Regions from separate parts of the Mus musculus genome. Here region 1 is linked to region 2. Evidence: chromatin contacts called from public ChIA-PET data. All regions are on one chromosome and are shown on one strand. Each heading gives the region's core, a stretch centred on a gene start, on an enhancer-like site or on the middle of the called end of the contact. The rest is flanking DNA. Distances are from core to core; before and after follow the strand shown.

Region 1 (2,710 bases), core at 90-2,589, 270 kb before region 2:
CAAATGGCTAATCAAGTTAGTCACTTACTGTTCTTTAGAAAACACAGTACTTTGAAATGCATACCTAGCAGAGAATATAAAGTATTTACTGTTGGACTAGACTGGGCCCCCGGGTGTGAGGGGAGAGCAAAAACCTCTTCACTTGTTTTGAACTATGTGGGTACTTTATTCTTTTTCCCTCATTAAATATATTCATTCCACTGTATTTAAAATCAACATAGATAATGTACATAGAGAAACACAAATTTCTAGACAAACATTCTGTTCTGTTTGGGAATTCGGAGTGGAAAGCTTTTTTCTGGAAGAAAACTAAAATCTTTCAATGAAAAGTCCAGTTCTTCTCCATGTGTTTACTCTGCATGTGCTTAGACATTTCAGATCTGTGTTCCTTAATGACAGACAAAAGCAACAGCCAGCAAGAGACCACAAGTTAACTCAAGTCAGCTGTTCAGAGGGGCGGAGGGGCAGGAGAGAGCAAGAGGTGGGGGGAGGAGAGAGCAGGAGCACAACACACACACAGAGACAAAAGCTTGCACAGAAAGAGAGTGGGGGGAGGGAGAGAGAGAGAGAGAGAGAGAGAGAGAGAGAGAGAGAGAGAGAGAGAGAGAGAGAGAGAGAGAGAGAGAGAGAGAGAGAGAGAGAGAGGCAAAGGTGGACAGAGTCAGAGAGAAACACGTGCAAGCCAGGCTCACCTCCACAATTTCTGTGCTGGAGTACCTCGTCAGGGTCTGCTCCACCGGGTGGATTACTGAGATCTGGACTACTGTATTCAGTTTCCGATCACTGACAGGAGCCACAAGATCCCTGCAGGCTGGCAACAGCAAAGGAAAAAGAAAGAGCAGGAAAAAAAAATAGAAAAAGAAAGAAAGAAAGGAACTCAGTCGATCTCTCTAGGCAAACTTCTGAGCAGAGCTGAAATCAACTTTGTCTAGCCGGTGAAGGAAATCTCCTGGCTCTCAGCTGGCTTTACAGAGGAAGTCTCTTGGAAGTACCTTACAGAAATAGGAAGTCACGTGCTGCCAAGCTGAATTGAGAGTTCATTTCCACTGACCACATTTGCAGCACATGCAAGTCTTGAGTGCTCCGGGATGGCAGCTCCAGTGTGTGAAAATGTAGACACACACAGCCAGGGAATGTGAGGGCTCTAATTAGCCAATAACCCCTAGGGCTTCTTTCACACTCTTGCATGAAGTAAGTTGATTTGGGCCACAGCCAGGAAACTAAGATGTCTCTTGTTGACACTGGCTGGGTTAAGTCAAATGTCTGAATGTACGCCTCACAATCCTCTACCTGGTCCTCTATAGTCCTCGGCACTGAGGAAACAGGAAGGCTGATTACTCTGCCACAGCGGAGCTTAGGCAGAAGAGGAAGCAGCCAGGGGTTAAAGAGCCCTCTGTCTGGACTTCAGGACCATCCAGAGAGAGAGCAACTTGGTAATTGTTGCCCAGGGGCCCCACATTCTACGAGCTTTTCCTTGACACAGCCTGGCTCCTGTTACAGCGCCAGCTACAGGACTACATTCCCTGGAGTGTTTTCCTCTGTTGCATAGCATTTTCTAGTTTTGGAAAGGAACAAAATAGCAGGAATAAAAGATACTCCCTTTCAATAAGTCTAGTATCTACTCTCTTCCCTACTTTCCACCTCTGATTTTGAAATAGTATTTCTACTTCTTGAAATTGACTGTGATTAAAAAGTCCCCTTTGTTCAGCAGACGCAGTTTCTGGTAAAGGGGAAGCAGCCCCATAAGTGGTTCGCAGTGATGGTGTCCAGGGTTCCACACCATCCCTATCCCATTCAGGGACCAAGAAGACAGGCAGAGGAGGGGGTGGCTTTACCCCCTGCAATGGCACCTCTGCAGTTTGCAGGGGCACTGGGACAAAGGTAATACTCCTTAAATTTGAAAGTTGAAAGCAAAGCAATTTATAGATGTAATTATCACCTTTCAATGGCTTGCAGAGCACCTTATTTATAGAAGGGGAATGAGAGAAAATACAGGCCCTTTCAAAGGAAACCCATCTGGCTTAGGCCCACTTCTGATAAATGCTGGGGGGATGCGGTGTGTGGGGGGTGTTATTTAACTTTTTAATGTCTTGAAAAACTTTTGGAGTTTTATTCCTGTCTGGTATTTTGTTGTTAAATTTTTCTTACTGAAATCATATGCCTTAAGCAAAACAAAAGAAGCTAAGGAAGGCATGGGTGGAGAAAAAATAGCTACCGCTTATTTAACCTTCCCTGTTTTGAGGAACTCTGCTCATTAGCTATATCAAAATATCCTTCTCTCCATTTCTGTCCTTGGCATACCAACCTGATCTCTGGTAGAGTGCATCGGCCTTTGGGAGACCCTCTAACACTACTATTTGTTGCTCACCCTGATAAATCTACATTTAAAGATAATCAAACAAAAACCCACCTACACATGGTTTCAATAATATCAATATACCACTGGAAAATGTCTTTCACTGAAAGGTTTCCTGCTCTTCGGTGGTTAGTTTGATCATTTCCTTGCCTTGCCTTATGATGTGCATTTCATTTTAGCACTCTTGCTTTTCTCTTCGCTGTGAACCTCTACTGAAGCTGACAAGCATCTTGGGAGTTTAAAGCGAGGGGCTTTGGAGTTTCACATGCATACACCTCGCCCACTCTCTGGTGGCAGCTTTCCCTCTGTCTTATGAGTGCTTGACATCTTTGATCAAAATAAGTCACATCCCTT
Region 2 (2,700 bases), core at 53-2,552:
ATGCGAAGTGATACTATTAGGAGGTATGGTCTTCTTGGAGTAGATGGGACCCTGTTGGGGGAAGTACATCACTGAGTTTTTGAGGTGAGTTTTGAGGTTCTATGCTTCAGTTCCATTCAGTATGGAAGAGAGCCTCCTCCTAGCTACCTGCAGAAGAGAATCTCCTTCTGCCTGCCTTCAGATCAAGATGTAGAACTCTCGGCTCCTCTAGCACCATGTCTGCCTGAAAGCTGCCATGCTTTCTGCTATAATAATGGACTGTACCTCTAAAACTGTAAGCCAGTCCCAATTAAATGTCCTTATAAGAGTTGCTTTGGTCATAGTGTCTCTTCAGAGCAATGAAACCTTAACTAAGACAGAAGTGTTGTTTAGAACAGGTTTCCTAACTCCTTCTAGGACTGACCCCTCATCTACACACAAAAAAGATATCAGACCACGCTTAAAGTGGAGCGTGTGGGAGAACAGTACGTGGCCTGCACACTGTCTCCTACTCTATGTGTGAACCTATTTCTATAATTTAGCTAACAAACTTTGAAATATTTCTGATGTCCTATATTGTCAGAAGTGACTGCAAAAAAAATAACCCTCATAAAGTGACACAGTCACTTTAAACCCAAGAAAAAATTTAATAATCCTATCTGAAGCATTAATCTTTGCTAACAGAGACACTTTCTCATAAGTGATAATTCTGTGTTCAAAATTCCATCACAGTGAATAAAAAGTTTCTTCTTTTTAAAAAGATGAGTTAATATCATAGAACAAAGGTAATGAATTTTTCACTCAGTTACATTAAATGGTTGGACATCGATTCTATATCAGCCAGATTTCCTGTTAAGAGGTCAGTATGTAGCAAAGGTGAAAAGATTTTTCTTAAACATATTATTAAGACTAAGGTAAGAGCTTCAGGAAGACAAAAGTAAAATGTACCCCCCCTGTTTTCACAATGAGTCCAGTGAGTGCCATTAAATAATTGAGCATGGGTGGGGTCTGATGCTTACGGTTTATAGTTTATGTGTGTGTGTGTGTGTGTGTGTGTGTGTGTGTGTGTGTGTGTGTGTGTGTGTATGCATATATATATAATTTCTTATGGAATGGTTCAGTTTTATGCAGCCTATCTCATCCCCAGTAGAATGGAAGAAAGTGTACCACTGTTCTTTATATCCATTAGAGGTAATGAGTACTGAAACAGAAAGGGACTTTCTGCTTAGAGATCAAAAAGCTGTTGTTCCAAACCACACAGCTTTAGAGAACACTGGAAACACTCTGGTAGTGAAGAGTTGGCTAGACATGACAGGGACCACGCAGTCTCTGTTTGTTCTGGTAGCACTCATTGTGCCAAAATTTGAGCATAACCATCAGTGTCTGTAGCACTGCCATGTGGAAAACACACATATGCAAACCCTGGCACTCAGTAGTCAGTTGCCATGACTGATCTTGAGAGAAAAAGAGAGTAATACCCCCAAAACCAATGAAGATATCTCAGTAAGAGTGGGTAACACAGGAAGCTCTGTCTATCACAAAGAGGACTCAAGGTGTCACCCGCAATACAGGATGAGTCAAACAGCAAGATAAAGAAGCAAGAAGAGACAAAGCATAGAAACTTGTTGCACAGTAGACACTCTTTTTTAAAAAATAAATCATTTAATCCTTTTTTACAGTCTAGCTGTCATCCCCTTCCCTGTCTACTCTCTGACTGTTCTCTATCCCATTCCATCTTCACAAGGATGCCCTCAATCCCCAGCTCCCCACACCACTATACTTTCCCACTCCCTGGGGCCTCCAGCCTCTTGAGGGTTAGGTGCATCTTCTCTGACTGAGTGGAAACCTGTAAGTCCTCTGCTGTGTATGTGTCAGGGGCCTCATATCAGCAGGTATATGCTGCCAGGTAGGTGGCCCAGTGTCTGAGAGATCTCAAGGGTTCAGGTTAGCTGAGACTGCTGGTCCTTCTACAGGATCACCCTCCTCCTCAGCTTTTTCCAACTTTTCCCTAATTCAACCACAGGGGTCAGTAGCTTCTGCCTGCTGGTTGGGTGCAAATATCTGCATCTGACTCTTTCAACTTCTTATTTGGTCTTTCAGAGGGTGGTCACAATAGGCCACTTTTTGTGAGTTCTCCATAGCCTCAATAATAGTGTCAGGCCTTGGAACCTCTCCTTGAGCTGGATCTCAATTTGGGCCTGTTGCTGGATCTCCTTTACCTCAGGCTCTTCTTCATTTTTGTCCCTGCAGTTCTTTCAGGCAGGAAAAAATATGGGTCAGAGTTTTTGACTGTGGGATGGCAACCTCTGCTGCAGGTGGGCTCTATGAGTTCCCTCTCTGCACTGTAGGGCATTCACTTTAATGTCCCTCCCTTTGAGTCCTGAAAGTCTTCTACCTCCCAGGTCTCTGGTACATTCTCCATCTCCACTCTCCTGAGGTTATCTGTTTCCATTCTTTCTGCTGGCCCTCAGAGCTTCATACCTTAAAAATGTTAACAAGACAAAGAGCGCAAGTGAGGATGCCTCAATCCCACTTGGGAGGAAGAAGAAAGCAATCGCAGAAGGGAAAGGGAGGGACCTGAGTAGGAAAGAGGACATGGAGGGGACGAGAGGAACATGATCAGATATTGGGTGGGTGGTAGCAGACACTCTTGAAATTGAAAGTTACATCATGGATAACTGGAGCTGGAGTTTGGAGTTCTATTGATAGATACTGTGCTGA

The links. ChIA-PET counts read pairs in DNA pulled down with a chosen protein or histone mark.
Region 1: an RNA polymerase II ChIA-PET map of memory CD8 T cells shows a contact between it and region 2, with 7 times the contacts expected there. The contact joins two enhancer-like sites. A contact is called at or near these places in 3 of 15 datasets of contacts at CTCF or cohesin (CD8 T cells, the NIH/3T3 cell line and large pre-B cells), 22 of 484 Hi-C or Micro-C datasets (CD4 T cells, CD8 T cells, CD8 central memory T cells and 9 more), 12 of 115 datasets of contacts at active chromatin or transcription factors (the 230-238 cell line, CD8 T cells, Th17 cells and 6 more) and 3 of 9 other capture datasets (adipose tissue, liver and pancreatic islet).

Annotation. Positions count from the first base shown.
Region 1 is chr8:81,766,195-81,768,904 of GRCm38.p6, reverse strand. Inpp4b (inositol polyphosphate-4-phosphatase, type II) reads right to left here. Exons shown (of 25, transcript NM_001024617.3): 6 at 693-811. Among named protein-coding and RNA genes, the nearest start is that of Gm25267, 390 kb to the left of the region's middle. Within about 2 kb of position 1,339, at least 162 of the 459 cell types and tissues checked have an H3K27ac peak or open chromatin away from gene starts, as enhancers often do. A contact at or near this core is called in CD8 T cells, the G1E-ER4 cell line, Th1 cells and 5 more, where this site is marked.
Region 2 is chr8:81,496,538-81,499,237 of GRCm38.p6, reverse strand. The region is part of intron 2 of Inpp4b (inositol polyphosphate-4-phosphatase, type II); the gene reads right to left. Among named protein-coding and RNA genes, the nearest start is that of Gm51582, 160 kb to the right of the region's middle. Within about 2 kb of position 1,302, at least 25 of the 459 cell types and tissues checked have an H3K27ac peak or open chromatin away from gene starts, as enhancers often do. A contact at or near this core is called in CD8 T cells, the G1E-ER4 cell line, Th1 cells and 5 more, where this site is marked.